Regions from separate parts of the Mus musculus genome. Here regions 1, 2 and 3 are each linked to region 4. The links are chromatin contacts, called in public promoter capture Hi-C maps. All regions are on one chromosome and are shown on one strand. The core of a region is the stretch at or near the end of the contact, and the rest is flanking DNA. Distances in the headings are between cores, read along the strand shown. Region 1 holds the start of Nup50 (nucleoporin 50). Region 2 holds the start of Fam118a (family with sequence similarity 118, member A). Region 3 holds the start of D130051D11Rik (a long non-coding RNA gene). Region 4 holds the start of Creld2 (cysteine-rich with EGF-like domains 2).

Region 1 (6,972 bases), core at 1,757-4,256, 3.9 Mb after region 4:
TAATTGCCTGAATTAAGCAAATTAATTGTGCAAAGCTAAGACATTACAAATTTAAAAATTTAGGTGCTATGGATGTGGTTGCAACTGATAATATAAATTGCTTCAAATATACAGCATCAAGGCTGGAGAGATGACCGGACAGGCGAGAAAGCACACTGCTCTCGTGAAGTTAGTGTTGGATTCCGAATACCCAACAGCAGCTCCCAAGTACCTGTAACTCCAACTCTTGGGGTATCTAACTAACTTTTCTGGCTTCCACGGGTGAGCAAGCACAAATTAATAATAATAATAATAGCAGCAGCAGCAGTAGTAGTGGTAGTAACAAGAGCCAGGCAAGGTGGCATACACCTTTAACCCCAGGACTCAGGAGATAGAGGTAGGTGGATCTCTGTGAGTTTAAGGCCAGGCTAGTCTACAGAATAAGTTCTAGGACAGCCAGGGCTACACAGAGAAAACCTGTTTCCAGAAAAAAAATGCCTTGCCTTTTAGAAATAGCAATAACAGGGGCTAGGGAGATAATAGCCCAGCAGTTAAGAGCACACATTATTACTCTTGCAAAGGACCCAAGTCAGTTCCAGCACCCATGTCAGGCAGCTCATATTCCTGTTGGGAGTTACAGGGGATCTAGTGCCCTCTACTGTCCTGCACAGGCACTGTACACACACACAGAGAGAGAGAGAGAGAGAGAGAGAGACAGAGAGAGAGACAGAGAGAGAGACAGAGAGAGAGACAGAGAGAGAGACAGAGAGACAGAGAGAGAGACAGGAGCTTGGAGGGTTTTGTTCTAAGCACTGTTTCATCTCTTCAGAGCAGCTTTAGCAGCGAGGGTACTTGCCCAGGCTGGCAGTAGGTACTCCTTCCTGATACTTTCTCCATTCATTTACCCTCAGCACAACATCCCACCAGAGTAGGCCTGGAACAGTCATTAGATACAAACTTACCCATCGCTTAATGCTCTACAGCAGATTAGCAACTACAGAGTAAGTTTGAAATCATAAATTCCAAAGCCTTCCAATATCTGACGTGCAGGGCTCCAGCTTTCGAAACATTCCAACCTTTTACATTTTTCTCTTACAGGCACGTTTTCTGATTACAGAATGAATGATTTTAAAAATGAAGATTCTAAAATATACAGCATGAGTTTTAATAAATATCAGTAACTGGGAACCGTCTCTTTTTAACTCCTCTCCCAAACCGCTGCAAAATTAATCTTATCAGAAATAGCGTTCTTTACAGAACTGTTCACAGGTGAGGTCTCTGGATCCCTAGGGAAATTTTTCTAATCATTACCTAACATCACCACCAGAGGGCAAAAGAGGTAAGCAGTGACCCTGCTAGATTTACTGTTTTAAGATGTGGACAAAAGGAATAGTGGGAAACGCATTTAAACTGTCTAGCTCAGACTTGAAACTAAAGAGTACCTGACAGACTAAAACAAACGAATGCTGCCGCTGCCATTTCACACTTTACTCAGATGAGTCAGAGGCCAGGAATTCTAGTTTTGTTTCCTGATGACTCTAAAATGTCCCAAACCTACCTGGCTCATAGATCTGTTGTTGATTCAGTGGTCCGAGGCATTACTTATTTGAGAAAATACAAGATGCTATTGCTAGCTTCCAGGACAAGCTGAGCGAGCCTGGGCAATCGGGTTTGGCGAATGATTATCTGTGGGACAGAGGGACTGCTATGAAAACTAAGATGGCATAGCTTAGAAGAGTGCCTCAAACAGAGGAAGTGTCCTGTCAAAATAGTAACAAAAATAACCCCTATTTTTACTCCAAAACTCAAAAGCTGTAGAGGGAAAAGTAACTACTACTATAGGCTAAACTTTTAAAACACATTTCACCAACCCGGGTGATGGTAGAGGGAGGCTGAAGCAGGATGACAGTTTGAGGCCAGTCTAAGCCATAGAACAAGTTCAAGGCCAACATAGGAGATACATACTTTTTTTTTTAAAGCACCAAATACCTACTTATTTCACATTCCATAGTTAAACACAACTCTGCAAATTATCTGGAACAAGGCCTGGCACTTGAGACTTATCTGCCAGCTATTATTGTTGTTATTAAAGCTTTTCTGTTTTATTTTTCTTTTAAAGCGGTGGGGACAGGATCCAGGGTCTCGTACGTACTAGATAAGCTTCTACCAATATGTTACCGGGGAAATTTAATCCCTGTAATAAATGACTTACAACAGCTGCCCGGAAGACTTTGCCAAATGTCTGCGTTTGTGGGTAAAATGGCTCCACGAAATGCTTTTAAGATATGAAGCTAGGAAGTTGCCGGGGGACGGGGTGTGTGTGTGTGTTGACAGGGGATGGTGATGGTGTGTGTGTGTGTGTGTGTGTGTGTGTGTGAATTATTCACGATCGGGCCGCTTCCTGCGGTGTGCGCACCCGCACAACTCTGCGGTCAAGAGATGACTTTCACAGGAAAACACCAGGAGCCGATCGAGGTCACTATAACGCCCCGGAAAAGCCCAAACCTCAAAAGTGGCCCTGGACGAACCCGGGTGACCAACGGCCTGGAAACTCGGTGAGGGCACCGGGGGACCGAACAGCCGGGGAGACGACATGTAAGGGGCGAAGGCCAGCCAGGGTTGGGCCAGGGCGGCCCTGCCACCGCCGCCTACCTCCGCTGGGGCCGAGGCCCGCGCTCAGCCGAGCCTTCCACTGCCAGGCGGCTCGCCCGGCAGGCCCGGCCCGGTCCGGCTTCACAAACAGCCCGCCGCGTCGCCAAGGCGGCCGCCGCCCCGCCCTCCTGGCCTGCCCGGCCCTCACCTACCTTGACTGCCGCCGCCGATCACGCTGGAGTCCCGGCGCCGCGGCGAGCAGGGCCGAGGCGGCGGTCGCGGCCGCTGGGAGATTCCGGTGCGTCGAGCGCCTCCGGGAACTTCGTGATCAGCAGAACTCGGGAGCCGTGTGTCTCTGAGTCCGACACTGAGGACAAGAAGAGACATCCGCTCAGCCCGAAGCTGCTACAGAACGGTGAAGAGAGCGCCCGGGGCCGCCATCTTGTAACTCGAATGGACGCCTCCGAACCAATCGGAGGGAAAAGAGAGGGGGAGGGGGAAGAGGCAAGCGACGCCCGCATCCAGCTACTGCGCATGCGCGTCGGAGCCTCCGCCGCCGGCCCCTTCTCCTGAGGGCCACTTGGGTCGCGCGGCGCATGCGCAAGCCCGCCCTAGAAACAGTCGCCGGGAGGACCATTGGAGCTCGCGCGTGCGCACAGGGAGCGCGGGCAGCGGGCCGGGAGCCAAAGCCACTGTCAAACGCGGGTTAAGCACGTTGGTCACGTGTCGGCCGCCGTCCCAGTTTGAGGAGGTTCGCGCGCCAATCGCTGCCGAGACACTAGCGGGAGGCGTTGTGGTCAGTGACTTTGGAGGCCTCCGATGGTGTGGTGGGTGGCTGAGGAGACTGGCCGTGGATCTGGGGGGAGCACGAGGCGGGTGCAACGTGATTCTCACGTGGACGGGCCTTGGGGAGGGTGGATCTCAGTCTGCGGAGACTTGGAAGCTTGTGGTAGCTCTTCCCGACATGGGGCTGGAGAGCCCTGCGGGACGGACTCTAAAGGTCACCTGCCCCAATTGCTGCTTTATGATAGATGTCCACAGATTTCCTCGTTGGGAGCTGTAAATTTGCCCCAAGCTGCAGGACCAGCTAGGGCCCACAGGAGATGAAGTCCCCGGAGGGATTCAGCTGCGGGACGAACCGTATGCGTCCTGGACCAGGACTCGTGTTTTGTGTGCTTTTAGCTGACTACAGCACTCTAAAGCGGTTCAGTTGTTTAAGAAGGGATTCCGGTTGGTCTAATTCTTCTGCTTGAGTTTTAACGAGAATGTGAACCAGAATGTCAGACCCATCCTTAACCATCCGGAAACGGGTCTCAGAGAAACTAGCATTTCTAGAGCAATAGTTCCAAACTTTTGAGAGAGGACAAAGGGGGTTCCAAGGGAGAAGTCAAGTCCCTTATTTTCAGGGTGTTTCATCCATCGATCTGCAAGAACTGCAAAAGGAGACTAGCTGGCACGGTGGTAGAGTACTTGGCTAGCACGAGGAAAGCCCTAAATTCAGTTCCCCCAGATCCAGCAGAGTGAAAGAGAAAAAGCCAGATCGCATTTAATGCACACATTTGTTCTTGATTCAACTGACTGCCAATGAAGTGTCTTCTGAAAATTTGTGTTAAATACATGCAAGGTATTTTTCTTGTCATTCTCTACACATTTCAGCTATGTCGTTAACGTCATATTTAGTGCTATAAGTACTCCAGAGATAATTTAAGTATCTGAAGTCAGTCAGGTCATGGGCATTTTCAACTAAAGTCACAGTTACTGGAAGGCTGAGGCAAGAGGATCAGCCCAGGCCAGCCAGAGTAACAAGAAGATCCTCATTAATACAGACCAGACCCACAATCACAGCTATTCAGACAGTTGAGGCAGGAGAATCAAAACTTTAAGGCCTATTCTGGGCCACAGATAAAATTCAAATCTATGTTGAGCGTGCCTGAGCAACTTAGACCCTCTCCCAAAAATAAATAAAAATACAAAACTGGCTGGTCATAGTGGTGCTCATTTTAATCCCAGTACTTGATTAAATCCCAGTACAGAGGCAGATCTCTGAATTCCAGGCTAGCTTGATCTTCATAGTTCCAAGATGGCCAGCCTCACATATTGAGACCCTGTCTCAAAAGCAAACAAAAACACAACTACCAAAAAGCAACCAAATGAAGAACCAGAAAGGGTTGGGGGTGTTCAGTGGTAAAGTATCTGCCTAGCGCCTGTGAGGCCGTAGTACTGCAAAAGGAAACCTAAGTAAACTGGAAGTAGTAGTCCACACCTTTAATTCCACCACTCAGTACTGAGGAACAAAAACCTAGCTGCAAGCCGAATTCATTGGAGTGAGATGTCCGTGTGAAACCTGCCCGGAATTCTTTCAGGTTATAGGCAGTTTGGGTAATCTAGGAACTGGGACATGATTGCAAGTTCAAGGCCATGTTGAAGGATCAGGTGAGATCCTCTCTCCAACAGCAAAACCTGCAAGTAAAATACTTCATGTGAATACTGTGCCACTTAATATAAGAGCCTTGAGCAGACTGGAGTGACTCGGTGTTTAAAAGCACTTGTTCTTTCAGGGGATCCAGGTTCAGTTCTCAGAATTCACGTGACAGCTCACAACCCTCCATAACAGGATCCCGGACGTTAACACAACAGACTCCATTGATGGTGGTACCATTCAGGCCATGAAACTCAGCAAGCAGCACCACTTGGTAAAATGAAAACAATGACCACGGCCATCAAAGGCCATACATACTTCATAGTTTCTAAATGTAGTCACCCAGCTCAACTGAAGTATGTCAACCCAGATTGTTGTCCGTGCTTAACTCGCCCTGAGTAAGACTTTGGGCTACGCTGGGATTCTGAACACCCAGCAAGGTTACTGGTCAGCTAAGAGAGTTTGTATTGGCTTAAACTCATGTCTGAGCAGCAGTCTTATCTGATGGATACACAACACTGGAAGTTCAAAACATTCATATTCAAAAATTAAGATTTGAAAAAGAGAGAAATGACTTAACTCATCGTAAGATTTTGTATCTGCAGGTATTGTGGACATGCATAAGCATTAGGGAAACCCAACATACAGGGATGTGTCTTCAGGGCATCTCTTTTGTGTTCCATGTCCTGTGATTAAACTCTGGGAAACTACAACAGCCCAACCCAGACAGGATGATTAGATTGCCCAGATCCTTCAGTAATGAAGATATGGGTCTCCCTAACTCCAGGTAAAGAACCAAGACTCACTAATGTGCTTGCTGAGGGTGGAGGAAATACAGAATAGGTAGTACAGGAAGGCAGTTGTGAATACCAACGGTGGCCATGTGACCTTACAGAAAAGAGGTCTGTAACTGACGTTTTTGTCCTGTTAAAAACATGTTTGTGCATATAGAAAGCAGATACTGTGTTTTCTCCTATTTCTTTTTTTGGTTTTTTTTTTTTTTTTTTTTGAGACAGGGTTTCTCTGTGTAGCTCTGGCTGTCCTGGAACTCACTCTGTAGACCAGGCTGGCCTCGAACTCAGAAATCCGCCTTCCTCTGCCTCCCAAGTGCTGGGATTAAAGCCGTGGGCCACCACTGCCCGGCTTTTAATTTGTTTTGTTTTCTTGTTTTGTTTTTTTTGTTTGCCATTTCTTTATAATGAAATGTAGTATCTATTGAGATGTCAGTGGTTATGTCTCATAAATCTACATTACCATATTTAAGGTATAAGACTAACCATTCTTTTAAAGACTTTGCTACGTAAGCCCTTGGGAGTCCAGAACCTTACATTCAAGGTTGCAGATGCTGGGCACACAAACTACAATATTTTGTGTTTTCTTAGCTGGATTTTGACCCCCCCCCCCCTTTGGTGTGATTATTTGTTATGGCCCTGAGTATATAACTTGGTTTTGATTTTTATAGCTCACTTAGAGACTTTGGACTTTTAAAGTGTTGAGATTTGTAAAGAAATTGGGGTTTTAAGAAATACTTATTTTATGTGTGTCTGAGCACATGTCTATGTACCATGTGCATGCAGTGCCCTCAGAAGCCAGACAAGTGTGTCAAATCTCCTGAAACTTATTATAAACTGTTATGACACATACCCTTGTCTCCACTCCCAAATTTTTACTTTAATAAGTTATTTTAAATTTTATGTATGTGTTTTTGTCTGAATGTATGTCTGTATACCACAAGTGTGCCTGATACCCTTGGAAGTCAGAAGGTGTCAGGTGGGCAAATAGAGTTACAGATGATTGTGAGCTGCCATGTGGGTGCTGGGGCTTAAATTCAGGGCCTCTGAAAAAGTAGCCAGTGCTCTTGGCCATTGACCCATCACTAGCTCTGCTTAGGGGCTTTTAAAAAGCTGGAATACATTATACAGTATGTATTATATAAAGTAAACATGAGACTTTGGAGACTAGAGGTGAAAGTTAAGGTTTTA
Region 2 (6,436 bases), core at 3,030-5,529, 3.8 Mb after region 4:
GCCAGGCATGGGAGCACACACCTTTAATCCCAGCACTTGAGAGACAGAGGAATGGATCTCTGAGAGTTCAAGGCCAGCTAGTGCTACACCAAAGTACAGGCTTTGAGTACAAAGATGCAGGAGAGGGGAAGTCACAGCTCTGTGGCACAAGGCTTCCCCAGCAGGCTCAAAGCCCTTGCTCCCAACACCTCATACATAAAAATCCTGCAAGAAGATGTAGAGTCACGGGCTGCAGCTCAATCCCACTGAAGGAAAAGTGAACAGAAACTCAAAACCCACTTCCTTCTCCCAGCAGGAGGGGCAGGCATCACTCTTACAAAGCAAGTGGGCAGCAGGACCCTGAGGACACACCGGCAGATGGCAGGAGATGTAGGTGAGCAGTAGTTTGCCTAGCATGCACAATGCCCTGTGTTCCATCCCCAGCACCTCACTAACCAAATGCAGGCTTTGAACACACCTGCAGTCAGTCAGATGGGACAGGAGAAAAGGACCCTTTGCCACCTTCCTAATTAGACAGGGGCTCTCTCTGACCATCAAGTCCCAGGGCTCTCCCAGTCTCTGCCCCCTACAAAGGTGTAGGGGCCTCCATAGCCATACACAGTTTTTAAGAGGGTGTTGGGGATTCAAACTTAGGTCCTAGTTCTTGTGCTGCACAGAGTTGTCCACTGACCTCTGCACATACTGTGTGCTACATACATTCACACATATCATACACAGGATGACTTTGACGATGATGATGGCTATAATACACATTCTAAAAAAGAAAAAGCAAACCCCACAAGCACAACTGAAACAGTTAAGACCATAGTTCCTTCAAAGTATAGCACTACTCATGAAAGCACACATCTGCAATCCCAGATTTTTGGAGATAGAGGCAGGAGGATTAGAAGTTCAGTGAAACTTAGCTATGTAGAATTTTAAGGCTAGCCTGGGCGCATGAGATTCTATCCCAAAAGAATTAAAATTGCTGCTTTTAGGGAAAATCACACAAAGCACTCTGCATGCACACTCTCAGTCAAGTGCCAACAGCTCTCAGTGCCAACTCAGTCAGCTCTAGAGGCAGCCACCACCACGCTGCAGTCCTGCCCCTGTTCTACCACCAGTGTGCAGGGATGCCAAGGGACACATAGGAAGCTTTTCCAGAAACCTGACACCCACGGCACTGTTTCAGTCTGCCCATCAGGGGGGACAAGTCCTGTAAGGCAGGTCTTTACATCACTTTATAAGTCAGTGGAGGTTAAAAAAAAAAAAACAAAAAACACCCCAACCTGAGCCCAAGTGAACCCCCACCCCCAAACCCAGAAGATGCAGAAGAGATGCTCTATAGAAAAACTACAAAACTTGGGCTAGAGATATGGCTCAGGGGTTAAGAACACTTACTGCTCTTCCAAAGGTCCTTGAGTTCAAATCCCAGCAACCATATGGTTGCTCATAACCATTTGATGAGCACTTCTGGTGTGTCTGAAGACAGCTACAGTGTACTCATATAAGTAAATAAATCTTAAAAACAAAACAAAAACAAAAAAACCACTACAAAACTTTAGAGCTGGAGGGATCTAGGGTTTCTATAATGACAAATGGCTTCATTTCTTTGAGGTGAAAGCTGAGACTCCAGTAATTTGGCCAGCATCTTCCCACTTCTGGCTCTAACTCACTTCTGGCTTACCCCGATTCCTTTCACTCTCAGCTCAGGCCTACCTACGCCCTGCAGCCCCAGGCCTCCCTGTCACGCTCCTAGGTCATCCTGGGCCCCAAGGTTGGCTGCTACGTTTTGCCTGTGGGACTTCTGCCATTCTCCAGAAACACACCATCAGAAAGCCCAGAACATGGACAGACAGACAGATGGACACAGATACACACACACAGCCAACCCCGACAGCTCTGTCACACAGCTGCCTGCAGAACACAGTAACTTTAGCAGAATTGATAAGGAGAGCTAAACAAGAGGTATGGCCATGTCTCCAGGCAGAAGGCTGGGGAGGAAAGACAGGTACACAACCCAGAAGGGCCCAGCCAACAACAGTTTGCTGTGCTGCTTACAGCCTTGCGTGGCTCACCCTGAGACTGTTCCTCACACGTGAAAAAGGAAGAGTGTGTCCAAGCCAGGTGGCCAGAGGCATTCCATGGGATAATATCAGAGAAGCCTACATGCTTCCCAGGACCCCTAGATTTAACCCATTAAATGCCAGTCCTGCCACTGTAGGTATATTCTAAGTACCTATCAGTCACGTGTGGCTGTGGTAGCCACAGAAAGCCCTCCTGCACTAGGCTATCTCCATTTCCCTCTCCTTCTCCCAAATCCGGCTTCATCCATTATTCCTTATAATCCCTAGTTCACTGCCTACAGTAGTGCATGTCACACCTTCCAGTGCTCACCTGTCTGGACATCGACACCTCCTGCTTGCAGCTTCAACCCCTCCAGGTACACATCCGAACTCGTCTCCTTCAGTACCTTCCCCTTTCCTTCAGGACTCCCCCGCTGACTTCAGTCCCTCTTCCCCCTACCGGAAGCAGTGTGTCTTATACTTGGATAGCAGACACCCTGGTGAGGCGCTAAGGTGAGTACCACCTATAAGCAAACAGATAAAAATCTCACCTAAAAAAAGTTCCCGTGTCAGTGCCCCAAGCTCGAAGCCTGGGCTTTCAGCTCAGTCAAGCTCTAGAGAGCTACTGAACCACACGGCCTGGGTCCAAGTCATTCCTACCTTTTGTGGTCTTTTGGCCTACAAAAAAAAGTCGCTCCACCACAGCTAAAGTGACCACTGGAAAAAATATGTAAGCCAGGACTAGGGACATGGCTCAGTCACCAGTCAGTCTGACCTGTGAACATAAGGCCTGGGTGTGATCCTCAGAACTCCTCAACCTTTAAGAGTCTGCTTCCCTGTTACCTCTTGCATCCCCTTCCCTCACCCCAGCTACTCTCTAGAACCCCCAAGCCCCAGCTGCCTTGAAGGCACTCTTAAGTACCACCAACTTGGCTAATCCCCACCTCCCAACCCTTACCAGCTGGAGCTGTGTCATCTGCCTCCAGCACCCAGCACTGGGCCGCAGAGGGTATCCACTCCCTCTTTAAAAATGCCTGGCCCTTGCCTTTCACAATCATCAGGCCATGTTCTTTCTTGGGGCTTTACCTCAGGGTACCAGACTGCCGGTGTAGCAAGCAAGTCAAGGACTGTTTATCAATGACAATAGCCCGAGGAAAGGATAATCCTTGTTCTAGAGATTTCCAGGACTGAAAATGATAAGATGTGTACCATTTGGCCCCAAACCTCCACCTCAGGGAAGACAGCCACCCTTAAATCAGGATCCCAGAAAGATGGACCTTTAGTTTACCTTCGTCCCATCAATTAGACCACTGTAATCAAGCTTTACTTTCCTGGACTGGTTTTGGTGGGCTGTGTGTGGTAACAGAAACTACCACACATTGAGGGCACAATCTAAAAGAGCTTTGACTGCCCAACTCCCGTTACTCCCAGCGCTGCCATTCTCCACAATGAGTCGGTCCCACACCAGCCTCCACTGCACGGTGAAAACAAACGCACATGCGAAGCCCCACATCCCACCTCCTCTTTGGTTATGCGTGGTCCTCTGTTGACCTATCAGATGGTGCTACTTTTATCCCTATTTACAATTCACAAACCTCAAGAACACTCTAGTAGAAGCTGAAAAGCTCTGTGGACCTCAAGATAGAGAGCAGGAGGCAGGAGATCCTAGGAAGGAAGGTCTCTAGGGATAGGTGGGTCTGAAGGCCTCTCCACCCAAGAAAGGATGGGAGTCTATGGGCCTGGAGACCCGAAGCTTTGGAGTTGGACCAGAGGGGATCTGTTGGACTTCTGGAGAAGATATAACGGTCTCGGGCCCTGAAGCCGCCGAGGTCTGTGTGCTGAGTCTGAGGGAAATCTGGAGGATGGTGAGGTTTTCTAGGTGTGGAAGGTAATCAGGTCCACAGGTGGCCGCGGACCCAGGCAGCCCAGGGGATGTCGGAGGCAGGGTCCCCAGCGCATCAGAGGGCACTAGGGTCCTGGGCACCCTAGGCGGGTTTTGAGGGCTGGGGAGACGCGAGGCGCTGGCACCCAGCCCCGACCCGCCGCCTCACCTGCCGTGCCACGGAGACACCAGTGTCGCTCGCGCTCTCGCCGCCTCCCACCCGGGTCGCGCCCCTTCGGCTGGGTGGAGCCGCCGGGCGCTGCGCCGGATGGCGCTGCGCGTGCACCACGCCGAGCCTGCCCAGCCGAATCCGCAGCGCTCTCTCAAGGCCTTCCCCCCGCGCGCGCGCACTGCCCGCGCGAACGTTCCGCCCTGAAATCAACGGCCCCGCGGCAACGGGAAGCCCCGCCCGAAGGGGCGTGGCCACGACGCGTCCCGCCCCCAAGAGAAGCTACGATTGGACCCACGGACTGTGCTGTCGTGTCCACGATGAGCCTGGTCTTAAGAGACTGAATGTCTCGCGGCCAGTCTTCCCAGCGCTGTTTTGTCTTCAGTTTCCCCATCTGCACGCCTGGACAGCCCCGCGGAAACGCAGAAGGCGTTGAGCTCGGCCGGAACCACCCTTGGGCAACCACTTCCAGCCGGGCTCACTCCATCTACCTCAAGCCACAGGCTGTACAGCCTGTGCCCTTCCCCAGCCTAGCATGCTTCACGTCCTCCCCGCAGTGACCGACTCCCTTACCACGTGTCAGAGTAGGCGTCTGGCCCTTCCGATGTGCCTCTTGGACACGTCTAGCTTGGGCTTAGATCCAGGGACTAATGAGCATATGTACCCAGGTTCAGCACCTGTTAATCGGGTGAACTCAGTGCCCACCCCGAACGTTCGAGAGTACACGTGGGTGGGCTCTGCGCTGGAGCACTCAGCATGAGGACCTTTAAAAGTCAATGACACCTCTCCTTTCTCTAAATAAGGCTGGGATGGATCAAAGCCTATTTCCTCTTCCTCATCTTCCCAGGTCGGCCTGCCCAGGCAAGTTATTTGGACTTCCTCTACCTCTGGCTCCTTTTTTTCTACATGGGTTTGCTGTAAGCATCCCTTCAGCCCCATAAGAAAAATGCATGTGTAATAAAACCTGGGTTTTTGTTCTTTTCTTTTTGAGACAGGGTTTTATGTGGCTTTGGCTGTCCTAGAACTAGCGCTGTAGAACAGGCTGGCCTCAAGCTCACAGAGTTCCACCTACTCTGTGGGTGTAAGGTATACAAAATCACTACCTGGCCAGCTTGAAATTTGTGGCACCAGAGCCCAGAACAGTGGTTTGAACACCTGAGTCTGGGTACCTACTAAGTAGCTGGCCTTTGAGAAAATGTTTTTTTCAGTCCTCAGGACATCTCCCATGAGGATGGCACCCCATTTACTGCAATTAACAGCAGGAGAGGAGGAAGCCCAGAGAAGTTGTATTGGCAATACCAACCATGCATTGGCTTCAAAGGTCTGGGCTTCCCACTACTAGACTGAACAATTTACATGTGATGCAATTTAGTTCACAAGCTCCTGCTTCCATAAAGGGTCCTAAGACTTGAACCTGTGACACTGGAGAAGTTCCCGGGTTACAGGAAGGAAGTTGTTCAAGGAGACTGTAGGCTAGGAGCTGAGGAGTTAGAACCCACAGCACACCACCCACACACTGGATGCCCTCCAAGATCCAGTGTGGCAGAGCCTCAGTAATCCCAACTCTCCATCTAAGGTCAACACAGATCGGAAGTCTCTGCCCATTCAGCCAAGCAGCTTTACAAGGGCAAACCCACAGAAGGGACAAAAGGGACACCTTAGAAACAATGCCCTCCTCTGTATCCAAGAGAGACAGATGAACACTTTCTACCCAGCCTGGCAGTACTAGGATCACCCTGATTTACAGGGAGTCTCAGAAAACTGCTTTAATCCCTGTCCACTGTGTTCATTCTGAGTAGATAATGTAGCGCCCGCCAGTGTGTTCCTGCAGTGCGTCATTCAGGTAGGCTGAACAAATTCATGAATAGGTGTGTGCACAAAATATGTTTCATGGCATGAGTTCAACAGACCAGATTCCTTTCTTTGTTATACCAAAGGTGGCCTTGGAGGCAAGCAGCAGTGGCTACCCCAGGAGATGTCAGTCTGTTTGAAATGCAAGTGCCTGTGGAAGTCTGCGAGAGTAATGATTACAAAGCACAAACTATGTGCTAAACTTCCCTGTGACACCTCTTCCTTCACTCTCACAGCAACCCTGTGCAGTAAGGATTGTGACTTTTTTCCCCCACAGATTCAGAAAACAGAGTCAGGAATGGGGAGATGTCTCCTTGTGGGTAAAGCATTTGCCATGCAGTCATGAAGACCTGAGTTTGAATCCCCAGAGCCCACCTAAAAGTCAGGCATGGTGGCACATCCACAGTGAGATGAGAGGCAAAGACCCGAGGAATTCCAGAAGCTCCAAAGCCAGCGAGTCTGGCTCATGACATTGTGAACAACATAAGA
Region 3 (7,194 bases), core at 1,512-4,011, 3.2 Mb after region 4:
GGGATGGAGAGATGGTTCAGTAGTTTACAGCACTTGTTGCTCTTGCAGAGGACCCAGGTTTGGTTTTTAGCACCCATATGATGGCTCACAAACGTCTGTGACTTCAGTTCTAGAGAATCTGATGGCCATTTCTGACCTCTGTGTGCACCAATATGCATGCAGGCAGGCATACATAAATACAGGCAAAATACTTGTACACGTAAACAAAAATTTAAAACTCAAAAATAAAAGGAATGATTGAGAAGGACACTGTACATAGACTCTGGCTTCCACATACACACATGCATGAATACCCACACTCATGGCCCACAGAAACATATACACACATACAAAAAGAAAGAACTAAGGGGTGAAAAAAGGTTTAGTGGTCAAAAGCACATAGTTCTTTTCCAGAGGATCGAAGTTTGCTTCTCAGCACCCAAATCAGATGGCTCACAACTGTCTCTAACTCTTGGTTTTGGGGAATCCAACACCTCTGGCCTCCTTGGACACCTGCACTCTTATGAGTATAATCACATGCACACACACACACAGACACACACAAAATTTAAAATAATATAAATCTTTAACAAGAAAGGAAGAAATAAAGAAAGGATGGAAGAAAGGAAGGAAGGGACGGAGGAAGAGAGTGAGGGAAAGAAGGAGATGAAGGGCTTGCCTGAGGCCTCAGAGTAGTCTGAACTCCCGGGAAACCTTAGTTCTTTAGAGGTTTGGAGCTGAAAGCCTCTTTTGAATCAGCGAGGCCTCTCTGCATTGTGGCTAGCATGCCCTGAGGAGTAAATACTCACCCTATACTGGCTTAGGTGGAACCCAGAATGATTTTCTGAGCACAAAAGTAGTCTAGACCCTCCTACTAAGTCCTGTTCAGCTCCAAGAGTCCTTATTCCTTGGACCACACCCAAGACACATTTATTCTTTTTTTTTCCCATAAAAAGGGGGGCACTGGTCTCTGAGTTGAGATTCCTCGACTCACTTGAAATTATTGGGCTGAAGTGTGCCTCTGTCCACAATTGGTGGGAAAAAAACAAAACAAAACAAAACAAAAACCAGAGAGGCCATTCTCTTGGAAACCATGTGTTTTCTTTTTATAGAGGTGCCCATCCAGTTCCCAAGCTTTGTCTTCTAATATGGAGAAAGAAAAAAAAAAAAAACCAAAAAACCAAAGCACTGTAAGGCTGCCTCTCTGAGGCACATTTCAGTCTAGAAAATCTGGACTATTGCAAACAAATGAGGTAGAACCTCAAGCCCAGGGCTAGGTACCCACTGCTGCCAACAGCCACCACATAAGACCTGGAAAGACACTATGGAACCAATAAGATACCTTAGGCTATCCCAAGGAGAGCAGTAGGTGCAGAAGAGAGAGGCACTCTCAGTGCACAAGGCTGGTTTCTTCAAAATTATATATGAGAACACTGGGTGGTCTCTTTCATACACATTCTGTCCCTGAGAGTGGCTTGGCAGGCTTGGTCCAACAAACCAGATGCTTGGAAATCACCTACTTTTCCATGTTCTTCAAAGGCATCATAGAGACCATCTTCTGCAACCCACTCCTGACTCCGGTACAAAGAAAGACAGCGCACAAATGATGCACAATCTACAATGTTTCATTTGGGGGTTGATCTTGTAATGGTGCAGAAGCGACAGGCATCAGCAGAAACACTACTTGGGATTTTGAGTTTGATCTCTTCCATGCTGGTGATAATGCGATATAAGCACCCTTTCTCAACGCTGGCCATCACCAGGGGAAACCACATGCTCCAGTGTGCTGAGTTGATAAGCCAGGACATTTAGTAGATTAAGCAACCCCATGATGTTTTAAGCCACAGTGGGTCCTCTGTATGAGCCATTATTAAAGGTTAAAGAACCTTTATTTGATGGTCTCGGTGAACAAGTTGGGGTGGGGACATCAGGCACCTCCAGGATGCTTAAAGTCTTCTGGCTAGGAATAAAGAATGATGAACGGGGCAGTGCTGGCGACGAGAGGTGACCACGGAAAGGAACTATGTGCTCCAGCTGAGCAGAACAGATTAAACCAGAGAATCAGAACCAGGGTGTGGAAGGACTTGTCTCTCTGTGGAGGGACAGTGCTGGCCACAGTGGCTAGGAGCCCTGCGACAGCACATCAGAAGCATGTGCGGGCCTTCCTGAAAAGTGGCTGTCAACAAATAGGCGCTCTCGTCTCTGGGCCTGCAGACCTCCAAAAGGGGCGTTCACACTGCGGGGCTAGCCTGGGCTCTGCATTTCTTGGATAGGGCTGAGCACCCGGCAGGGCCACGTCGCTCCTGGTACAGAGGGAGGCTACAGTCTAAAGTAGGAGGGGCCTCGGGTTCCCGGTGCCAGGACTCCGCCGCCAAGACGGTGCCGTGGCCTGCCCCCTCTAGGGACCTAGAAAGCTCCACGCTCACACCTTGAGGGGGTACAGAGGGAGCAGAAAAGGCAGAAGTGCGCCCACGGCGCCCACAGCCCTTAAAATAACACACAACTCTCACGCTCCACCCCGGAAGCAGACTCGCGGTAGACGTAGGGCGGGGCCTCTCGAGTCTGGGGGCGTGACTTCTAAGTAGCCTGCGCCGGAAATGAAGTCCAGGGTGCGGCATACTTGGAGGCCGCGGTTCGCAGCTGAGAGGCGGGGCCCTGTCTAGAGGCGGAGCCTTGCCCAGCTGGAGGTGGAGCCACTGGGCCACCATCTCCGACTTCCGGGGTCGCGGGCGGTGCGGGCGGAGTGAAGCACAGAGTGGGCGGGCCCTGGGTCGGCCAGCTCTGAATGCAAATTTACGGCCTAGCAGGCTGCGGCTCCGGGGCGAGGCCTGCGTGTGGGGCGGGGCCTAGGTATGTGGGCGGGACCTGGCGCCGGGCACGCCCAACCTTAGTGCGGGCAGGCGGGAGGCGGAGCCTCTGCGCGCGGCCTAAATGAGTTTGCGCAGACTCAGGGCGGGCTCTCAGCCTGTCACTGTGAACCTTAGGGCTGCATTTCACTTGAATCAGATTTTCGTTTTAGTCAGACTTTTCTGTTCTGAAAGCTTTCCTGCCCTTGGAGTTTGTAAATCTTGGCAAGGAGGAAGAAAACGGGTAACCCTCAAGCTCCTCGTGAGATTTTTCCTTTTTTGAGGCTGTGTACGTGATGTAAAGAGTCTTGCAAAATTGCAGTAACACTTGAGAATACCTTAAAAATACCCAGTTCTTGATCTAAGGGTGTACCTCAGTTGGTAGAGTCCTTTCCTAGCAGACAGGAGACCTTGGCTTCCATTCTAGTATCAAACAAACAAACAAACAAAAACTTTATAATTTTCCAACTCAAAAATCATACGTTACTGGAGAAAATTTAGAAAGTTGACAAGAATTTTTAAAAACCTGATCAATATGCCAGGTAGTGGCACACTCCTTTAATCCCAGCACTTGGGAGGTAGAGGCAGGTGAATCTCTGCTCTTGAGACCAGCCTGGACTACAGAGCAAGTTCCAGGACAGTCAGGGCTATATCTCAAAAACACCAACAACAACAACACAAAAAACAACAACAAAAACAAATAAACACTCTGATTATTTAAGATCACTAGTGTTAACATTTTGACGTTTCTATTTTTATAATTCTATGTATATTTGAAACAGAAATAGGGACAATACTATACAGTACTACCTTGCCCTTTGTCTTTTTGTGGCTGGTGTTGCTGTGAGGGTCTGACCATAGCCCTATTTGTGGCCCCACACAGCCCTAGATGGGAAACCCCTTTGTTATTTAACTCTCATAGGCCGTCTTGTTTCCATCTCTTTTGAGTTTTCCTTTCTTTCTTTCTTTCTCTCTTTTGTTTTTGTTATTGTTTTTTGTTTGTTTTTGTTGTTTGTTTTTTCGAGACAGGGTTTCTCTATATAGCCCTGACTGTCCTGGAACTCACTTTGTAGACCAGGCTGGCCTCGAACTCAGAAATCTGCCTGCCTCTGCCTCCGGAGTGCTGGGATTAAAGGCTTGAGCCACCAAGCTCGGCCCTCTTTTGAGTTTTCTACATTTAAAAGGTAACAATGTTTCAACAAGTGATAAATCACTTGTAGCCAAAAAATAGATACCTAGTGTCCAGATTACATAAAGAACTAAAACTCAACAATGAAATCCCTAATTTAATTATAGGCAAAGGACTTAAATGTTTTTAAAGACTAAGTAGCTAAGACCCATACAGCCAACAAGATACTCATTGTGGCCAATCAACAGAGGGGAAAAAAAAAAAACCAAATTCACAAAACACTTCACACTAAGGTTGCAAGTACAGAAAAAAAAAAAAAGCACAAAAATGGAAAAATGGAAAAAGTGTTGGCAAGTATGTGGAGAATCTGGAACCTTTTCACATTGCTGGTAGGAATGCAAAATGACGTAGTTGCTACAGAAACCTTTATGGAAAAGCCAGAGCTACCACAAGGCCCAGCAATTTCTCTTGTCAGTATGTAACCAAGGACTTGAAAGCAGGAATGCTGTCAGTCTGCTGTGCACTCCTGCTCCAAGGAGAGGAAAGGTAGAAATTCTAGAAACAGCTCCCAAAGGGTCATGGATGGGTCAGTGGGTGAAGCTGATAGCATAAACACAAACAAAGGGGCATCAGCAGGCTTAGAAAGGAATCAAGTTCTCCAATCAGCTACAACAGAATTGAACCCTGAAAACAGGGCTAGGTGAAGAAAGCTAGACACAAAGTATCCAATCATGAGGCCCATTCAACAGATCCTCAGGCGAGCCCATAGACAGGAGAATGGCGTTTCTAGGCTCTGAGGCCAGAGGAAGTGTAAAGTTCTTAGTGACCAGATGAGTTTCAGTTTAGGATGAGAAGGTGTGGAAATGGATGCTGATGGCTGCATAGCAAGGAGTGGATGCCTAATGCTGTGGAAACAGTACATTAAAAAAAAAAAAAAAAAGCTTATTAATATTCATGAGGAAGTCTGAGGACGATTTTTAGGAGTGTCTCCTTCCACCTCCTTGAGGGAGGGCAGCTCATTTCTGCTGCGCAGTACAGGCAAGCTGACCCTTGTGCTTGCAGCTGATTCTCCCGTTTCTGACTCCCATCTCGCCGAAGTGCTGAAATTAGATACATGCCTGACGTAAATCAGACTTTTTATGTGGGTTCCAGGGATCAAATTCAAGCTGGCGAACGTGTGGGGCAAGCACCTTTACCTCCTGAGCCCTTTAGCCAGCCTCCTCAATAATACCCTTACAACTATGTTAACACCCCCTAAAGGCATTTTTGGGGTGGGAAGACTTTTTGGAGTGTGTGTATGTGTTTATGTATACATGGAGGACAGAGTCAGACTTCGAGTGATTTCTTCAATTATTCTCTGCCTTATTATTTTTTCCCACCTTATTTTTTGAGACAGAGTCTCTCATTGAACTGGAGCTCAACTTTTGGATCAGACTGGCTGACCAGCAAGCCCAAGGAATCCTCCTCTTTCTGCCTTCATAGTACTAGATTACATGCTAAACCATGGGGGAGGGATAGGGTCTTTTTCTCAGATGCTAATCCCAGTTCATAAATCTCAGGCCCATTGAGGTGCCCCTCCAGGTGGCTGCGGATGGCGTCATTCAGGCTTCTCTGTACTAATCTCCAAGCAGGAAAGCAAGCCTGGTTTGGAAAAGCAGCAAATCACTGGTGATCTTTATCTGAACTTGATCTTTTCTGTTTGAACCACCACCAACACACACACACACACACACACACACACACACACAGAGAGAGAGAGAGAGAGAGAGAGAGAGAGAGAGAGAGACATTTTCTTCTCTAAACACCAATACATTTATTGCTGACAATTCTGATAAAATAACAAACAGAGCTACAAGTTGGAGAGGCCGCCATTGTCAAGGCCGCCTCTGTTCGTGGCACTGTGCCCATATAGCCACTGTGACTATACACCATGTTGTATTATCTTTGCCTTTACTAACAGGCAATTTTTTAAAAAAGTCTCATGTTTCAGTGTTTCTGCAGCACATTTTATGCCATCCACTGTTCGGATGTCTCGTATGTACCTCCTGTACTTGATTCTTCACTGTTGGCCATATGGGTGATTGACACACAGACTGTAGTGAGCATCCTTGTGTGTCTCTCATGTTCCTTAAGTGCCCCTAAGAGAGGCTGAAACTTCACAGAAAACAAGCCCTTTCTTGTTCTGTTTTAATTTTTTTTTAATTTTATGTGCATTTATATTTTGCCTGCATATGTGTCTGTGTGGGTGTCAGACCTTAGAGTTATAAACAGTTGTGAGCTGCCATGTGGGTGCTGGGAATGGACCCTGGGTCCTCTGGAAGAACAGTCAGTGCTCTGAACCGCTGAGCCATCTCTCCGAAGATTATTTTGGTTTTTGAGACAGGGTTTCTCTGCGTAGCCTTGGCTGTCCTGGAACTCACTCTATAGACCAGGCTGACCTCATAGACTCTATAGATCTGTCCGCCTCTGCCTCCAGAGTGCTGAGATTAAAGGTGTGCATCACCTCACACAGTGAGAGTCAGAACTTTCAAAGCTCTTGAATGTATCATCATCCTAGTACCCAGGAAGGGCAAAAATTGTTTCAGTTGCACAACATGTGACAGAAGATTTTGTTTTGATTTTTACACGTTTTCTTTTTATGTGTATGGATGTTTTGCTTGCATGTATGTCCATGCACCACGTGTATGCCTGGTGCCCATGGAGGTCAGAAGAAGGAATTAGATCTCCTATAACTGGAGTTACGTATGGTTGTGAGCTGCCTTCTGGGTACTAGGAATCGAACCTGGGTCCTCTGGAAAAGCAGCCAATGTTCTTAACCACTGAGCGGTCTCTCTGGTTCATTTTGTTTTTAAGACAGGATTTTGCTCTATCGCCTTGGTTGACCTGGAACCTCTGTATGGACCAGTCTAGCCTCAAGCATGTGGCGTTCCCCCTTCCTCTGCCTCCTCAGTGCTGGGTTTCCATGCCAGCTGATCATGTGTGTGAAGCACCTCACCGTGAAGAGAGCTTTGAGAGCAGAAACAGCATTGTTGGAGAATGGCCCTGCCTGCGGCTGTGGCCCACTGTGGACCCCTGCCAGCTTACCTTTGCTGAGCAGGCCCTGAAGACAGGTGGCCAAGGAGAATTGGGGCTCTGAGCTTCAAAGAGCTTGGTTCCACTCCTTGCTGCTCCCAAGGCTGCTGAGCCTGTCACTGCTTGTCCCGATTGCTGTCAGTCAGGTAATGGGCTGGCTCTCAGGTC
Region 4 (6,454 bases), core at 748-3,247:
CTGTCACCGGATCCAGCCCGACTGATCAACATGACTTGGCTCCAGTCTCAAGGGTCACCTCAGAGAAGGGGCCAGGACTAGGTAAGAATGCTTACCACCCCCAACTCCCATCAGTACAGAGGAGCTCGAGAGACTGTGATCCCTCCCCCTGAACACTCATGAGGGCAAGAGGAGAACTCCCTAAAGTCAGAAGTCAGCAGTGATGCGGGAGCCTATGGCCCAGGTTCACAGCACCAGAGCAGGGGTGGACAGCTATGTATCTGAGGAAAGAGGCAGGGTTCCCCAACTCCACAGAAAGAGCATGCAGTTCAAATTCCCTCTGTGCTTTTAAACACAAGAAGGGCATCAGAGAGGAGTCATGGGAAAGATGCAGGCTCGGATGTCCCGGAGGGGCGGGGGGGGGGGGGGGGGTGTACCTTGACAGTCTGGCCCGTAGGTGCCTGGAAGACAGCACGCTTTCAGTGTGTGTACACAGAACCACTCAAATAGGTTGGGGTGCTCCTTCTTCCTGAGGGTTTTGAAATGGTCATTAAATCCCACGAGACGCTGGCCCGGAGGCACGCACGGCTCAGTGGGGATGCTCCAAGCCTTGGACAGTTTCAAACCCTAAATATAGCACAGGCGTTTTCAAACATATCAGCGGGGGAGTTGACTTTATAAGTTAGGTGTAGTAAGAGATCAGTAACTAACAGTGATAGCCAGACAGTAACGATGCGCTGAAGTGAGGCTTAACCACTCCAATTTTCACTTCTTAACTTCAGGCTGAAGCAACTAAGGACCTCAGGTGATTCGGGCTAGGAGGCACTGTCCACGCCCTCAAGGCTATGTGATGGGGGAAGCAAGGGTCAGGTGTGCACAGGACCTCCTTGGAAGCTTCTAAGAGATGGTGGCAGCGCAGGGGTAAATCGGGATGGGGATGTAGGATATTTCCTGCTTCTCTAGGTTCTCTACTGGGAAGATACTGCAAAATGCGAGATCAGAAGACAGGGTCCCAGGCACTCACAGTGTCTGCCACCAAGCCTCTAGCTGCTCCTCCTGCTGCTCCAAGAGTTGGTTGCACTCAAAGTCACTGCTGTCACACAGACCCTCCATGATCTCCAGAAGCCGGATCTCACTGAAACACAATCTGTCAGCACCCCAAAGCACCAGCACCCCAAAGCACCAGTCTGCTCACTTTACACATGTCCCTCCTAGAGACTACTTTAGCGAAGAGGAGAGTCTCTACAACCACAGGCAAGGTTAGTCAGTAAGGGGAGGCTAACCGGGGGGTGTGCAGCGGACCCAGGAATGGTAGGCCCCTCCATCCCTACAGCATGAGAAAGGGAGCTTATTCCATTAGTCAGGGAAGCCAGAAGTCTCTAGGAGGGCGAGGGGCTCCAGTCTGAGTTTCCAAAAGGCCCGTGTGCGTGTGTGTAAAAGCCTTCCAGTGTCTGTGCGCACAGAAGTGGCCGTAGGGAGTGTGGAAACCACAGACCAGTTGAGTGGCCAGAGGCAGGGACGACCATTGACAGGTGTCCACCACCATCGAAGGGGTTCCTCCGTGTGCCGGTGGTCTGCACCGACCCCAAGGTCTGACCACCGATTCACAGACCGCGACCGCACATCCTCGCACTTCTTGGGAACACTCACCTGAATTCGTACTTAGACAGCGTCTTCTCTTCCCACGCCGTGTTGCCGCCACCGAAATTCTTCCTGGCCGTGTTGGCCATCCCCTGTAGTGGAGGTGGCACCAGCTCGATGGGCTACCGTGAACCCCGCCGCCAGCCCCTGCCCCAGCGCCGCTGCCCCGGACCCCGCCGCCCGCCCACCTGGTTGAACTTGTCCACCAGCGTCCGGCATCTCTGGCACATCGTCGGCTTCCGGGAGGCTACGGCCCCGGGCGGCGGCAGCAGCAGCAGCAGCCCGAACGCGGCTGCAAGCAGCAGGTGCATGGCGGGAGGGCTGCCCGGCGACCCACCGAGAACTGCGGCGGAGTCTGAGCCTCCGCCCACCGGCCCGCGCGCCGGCCGTTCCCCGGGCTACTTGACTGCGTCGCCGAGGCCCCGCCCACCTTTCACCCCGCGCGCTTCTATTGGCCGGAGGAATCCCCCTTGCCTGATGTGGACCAATTGAGGCTCGCCACGAGAAGCCACCAATGAGAAGGCCCCGGGTCAGCGTCCCGCGAGAATGAGGCAGAACCGTAATCTTCTATCGGGTCCCCATGCCCCGCCCTCCACGAGTGGCCATCTTTTCTCCGGGCGGGAAGCGCCAGCTGCGGTCGCCAGCCTGGGCAATGGTGGCCATGTCAAGTTCGGGCAAAGACTTGGCTTCCGGGCCCGGTTTCCGCAGCCGGCTTCCTGCCTTGGTCAGTCTGCTCAGTTCCGCGGGGTCCTGCGGAGAGGAGAGGTTAGCGCGCGTCGCCGGGATTGGTGTACTCGGGCGGGAGGTGGCGAAGCTGGGGTTCTCCCGAGCGCGCGTGACGGCCTTTGAGTTCCTCAACCCGGGGATGGACCTGTCACTTAGAGGCTGAGCGTGTCCCTGGGGGCGGGACATCTCGCCCGAGGCCTGGACCGTTCATCCATCCTCCTCACCTGGCGCCCGGAGCTGTCATCCGTAAACAGAGCTCTACATCTGGGTCCTGCTCAGTGTGGTTGAGGGGGCCCCAGTGGTCGACATTTCCTCAGGGGCCTCAGGCAGTGAGTTCACAATGACCTTCCGAACTTTAAGTGACCTGAGGGAGGAGGAGGAGGAGATGTGGACTATGTGTATTTTAAAGAACATCTGATTGTATAAATAGTAACAGTTTAGTCTGGTCTTTGGTTTACAAGTAAGTTCATCTACACCAGCTAACACTTCCAGGTTAAAGCCACAATTTGAACGAATGATTCCCACAGTTCCCTTGGAAGCTTTGGAATCACAATGGACAGGGACGACAGGATCTTTGAAGGGTACCCCCTAATCTGAGATGCCCTCCTCCTCCACGCCACATTTGCGAAGAGTATAGCTTTTAATTTTTTAAAGATTTGTTTATTTTATGTATATGAGTACACACGGTAGCTGTACATAGGGTTGTGAGCCTTCATCTGGTTGTTGGGAGTTGAATTTACGACCTCTGCTTGCTCTGTGCATCAGATCTCATTACAGGTGGTTGTGAGCCACCATGTGGTTGCTGGGATTTGAACTCAGGACCTTCAGAAGAGCAGTATAGCTTTTTGGAGCTTGGCTCCTGGAGCTTAGCCATTAGCATCTCTTCTTCCCTGCAGCTGCCCCCATTCCTGTGATAGGTGTTTTGTTTTGTTTTTTTTTTTGGTTTTTTGAGACAGGGTTTCTCTGTATAGCTCTGGCTGTCCTGGAACTCACTCTGTAGACCAGGCTGGCCTCGAACTCAGAAATCCGCCTGTCTCTGCCTCCCAAGTGCTGGGATTAAAGGCGTGCGCCACCACGCCCGGCTGATAAGTTGTTTTTATGTACTGGTGAATAACTCCCTTGTATTGTTTCTGCTCCTGGTTGAGCGGTCCAGCTCACCCTGGTCTCCTGTTGTCTTTGAAAATAGCTAGCCGGGCGGTGGTGATGCACACCTTTGATCCCAGCACTTGGGAGACAGAGGCAGGCGGATTTCTGAGTTCAAGGCCAGCCTGGTCTACAGAGTGAGTTCCAGGACAGCCAGGGCTACACAGAGAAACCTTGTCTCGAAAGAAACAAAAAAACAAAAAAGAAAGAAAATAGCTGCTGTTGGTCCTCAGCAGAACACACACCCCTTTGTGGCTGTGAGGAAGGAGGAGGATCGGGTGAGTTCTGTGGGTAATAGCCCACCCTAAAGCTTGGGTTTCCTTCAAAGGTCTGCAGAGCAGATAGTTGAAGCAGCGAAGTTGGAGTCCCTGAAGCAACGCATCTCGCACTGCTGCCTCCCTCGATGGCTTGGCCTCTTCCCCATCCTTTTCAATACCAAGGATGGCCTTGAACTTCTAGTCCTCTTGCCTCTTACCCCCTAGGTGCTGGGATACACACATATATTTACATACCTGGGGTTTATCCGGTTCTGGGGACCGAACCCAGGGCTTCAGGCTCTTAACAAGTTACCCAGGTTGACCTAGACCTCTTGTTTCTCCTGTCTCAGCCTCCCAAGTACTGGAATCCTAAGTGTGCATCACTGTACCCCAGTATGGTTTTGTGCCAGGTTGGGAACTTTATGTACATGTTGTTCTATAACCTAATTAGTCAATCGTCACACTTTCTCAGTTCAGGACTTTTTATTGGGTCTAACTCAGCTGGGCATAGTCAGACGTGGTGGAGTGTTGGCCAGACTCACTGTAGCCTTGCAACCGAACTTGGAATAAGCAAGTGCACGCTGTGGCTTATTTACACTCACTAAAGTCTTTATAATATGCCTTTGCGCAGGGCTGGGGAATACCTGTGGGGCATTTTCCTGATTGGTGATGTGGTAGGGCCCATCTCACTGTGGGTGATGCTATCCCTGGGCTGGTGGTCATAGGTGCCATAAGAAGGCAGACTGAGCAAGCCATGAGGAGCAAGCCAGTAAGCAGCACTCCTTCTTGACCTCCATCCACGTTAATCTCCTGCCTCCAAGTTCCTGCCTTGAGTTTCTGCCCTTAGTTTCCTTGGATCGTAAGCTGTAAGATGAAATAAACCCTTTCTTCCCCCAAGTTGCTCTTGGGTGTGGTGTTTTATCACAGAAATGTAAACCCTAACTGAGACCATAGGAATTATGAGCATTATTATATTTCACGGGGCTGGGGCTGGAGAGGTGACTCTGGTTAAGAATGCTGACTGGTCTTTTAGAAGACCAAAACTCAGTTCCCTGCACCTACACAGCACCTCACAACTGCCGGTAACTCCAGTTCCAGGGAATCAGATGCCCAGACATACATGCATATATACACATATATACATACACACATGCATGGGATTTATTAGAGTGGCTTACAGACTGATCTAGCTAGTTAATAACGGCTGCCTATGAGTGGGAGGTCAAGGAATCCAGTAGTTGTTCAGTGTACAAGGCTGGATGTTTCCCTCAGGTGGGCTTCAGTATACACTGGGGTCCTGAGGAAACAGGAACCATTGCCAGTGAAGGAATGGATTTGCCAGGAGACCAAGAGCAAGCTTCCTTCTTCCATGTCCTTTACAGAGGTTGCCAGCAGACGCTGTGACCGGATCAAAGATGGATCTTCCTACTTCAGAAGATTTACTTAATAAACAATCCCTCACCGGGGTACTCAGCTGCTTGGGTTTTAGTTAACTTCAGATGTTGTCAAGTTGACAGAATAGCCATCTCAAGGGGTCTTGTGCTTCCTCTCCTCCACATCTTACCTGTGTGACCTCAAGCCACGTCTTAGGAATGTCTGACCGTGTAAGGTAACAGTGTTCCTTGTCTGTGTCTCTGTGAAGGCGCATGAAGTTCAAAGCTCTACATGGCTGGCAAGAAGTCATCGGGCAAGCGGTCATGGCCGCTTCTGGGGCTGCTGGTCACTGTAGCCACCATCCACCTGGTTATATGTCCCTACACCAAGGTAGAAGAGAGCTTCAACCTTCAGGCCACACATGACCTCCTGTACCACCAGCTGGACATAGACAAGGTGAGGCACTGCACCGAGTGAGCGGACGCTTGCTTCACTTGCCCAGCCTGTGCGCTGACCACTCTTCTCCCTGCAGTACGACCACCACGAGTTTCCTGGAGTTGTTCCTAGGACGTTCCTCGGGCCGCTGGTGATCGCAGCGTTCTCCAGCCCCGTGGTTTATGTGCTCTCGCTTTTAGAAGTATCCAAATTTTATTCTCAGCTGATAGGTAAGGGCCTCACAGGGGCAAGAGCTGTGACATCACATGGTCACAGGTGGGGTGGGGATGGGGTAGGGTGGGGGTTGGCTGGACTCACTGTAGCCTTGCAGCCAGACTTGGGACAAGCAAGCAGGCCCTGTACCTTAGACTCCACAAAAGTCCTCATGACATACTTCAGCAGCCAGCCAGCCAGGACTGTGGGACTGAAAGGAAGTCAGAGGCGTGGTTTGTGTGGGTCTCCGTCCACACACAGGCCCCATGGCCACTTCTGGTACAGATGTGAGCTCCTATGTAGTGTCTTGCATATTGTCACTGAGTGCCACTGCAAGTGACACTGGCTTCATCTGTGTTTCCTGTTGAGTCATTCACATCAGTGACTTTTTTGCTCATTTCATTTAGTCAGAGGAGTCCTTGGGCTTGGTGTGATTTCTGGACTCTGGACATTACAAAAGGAAGTGAGACAGCAGTTCGGAGCCACGGTGGCTGTCATGTTCTGCTGGATATCAGCCACACAGTTTCATCTCATGTTCTACTGTACGAGGACACTCCCCAACGTGTTGGCCCTGGCTGTGGGTATGTAGCTTCAGGCTCTGCCTTCTGACTCCTCACAGTGTACACACATCTGCTCCTGGCATTGTCCCCCACCTCCTGGGCTCCTCATAAACTGCTCAGGGTCTC

What was found. Promoter capture Hi-C pulls out the DNA fragments that hold promoters and counts their contacts.
Region 1: a promoter capture Hi-C map of pre-B cells shows a contact between it and region 4. The contact joins the promoter of Nup50 here to the promoter of Creld2 in region 4.
Region 2: a contact with region 4 is called in a promoter capture Hi-C map of pre-B cells. The contact joins the promoter of Fam118a here to the promoter of Creld2 in region 4. A contact is called at or near these places in 2 of 39 promoter capture datasets (the HPC-7 cell line and pre-B cells).
Region 3: a promoter capture Hi-C map of pre-B cells shows a contact between it and region 4. The contact joins the promoter of D130051D11Rik here to the promoter of Creld2 in region 4. A contact is called at or near these places in 2 of 39 promoter capture datasets (maxillary cranial neural crest and pre-B cells).

The regions. Positions count from the first base shown.
Region 1 is chr15:84,919,462-84,926,433 of GRCm38.p6, reverse strand. Nup50 (nucleoporin 50) reads right to left here and starts at 3,006. Exons shown (of 8, transcript NM_016714.2): 1 at 2,784-3,006.
Region 2 is chr15:85,034,905-85,041,340 of GRCm38.p6, reverse strand. Fam118a (family with sequence similarity 118, member A) reads right to left here and starts at 4,279. Exons shown (of 9, transcript NM_133750.4): 1 at 4,097-4,279.
Region 3 is chr15:85,630,163-85,637,356 of GRCm38.p6, reverse strand. D130051D11Rik (a long non-coding RNA gene) reads right to left here and starts at 2,761. Exons shown (of 2, transcript XR_003951642.1): 1 at 1,322-2,761.
Region 4 is chr15:88,815,189-88,821,642 of GRCm38.p6, reverse strand. Creld2 (cysteine-rich with EGF-like domains 2) reads right to left here and starts at 1,997. Exons shown (of 10, transcript NM_029720.2): 1 at 1,809-1,997; 2 at 1,630-1,712; 3 at 1,004-1,114; 4 at 417-508. The coding sequence starts at 1,931. Alg12 (asparagine-linked glycosylation 12 (alpha-1,6-mannosyltransferase)) reads left to right here and starts at 2,325. Exons shown (of 10, transcript NM_001142357.1): 1 at 2,325-2,385; 2 at 5,389-5,576; 3 at 5,653-5,785; 4 at 6,176-6,349. The coding sequence starts at 5,412.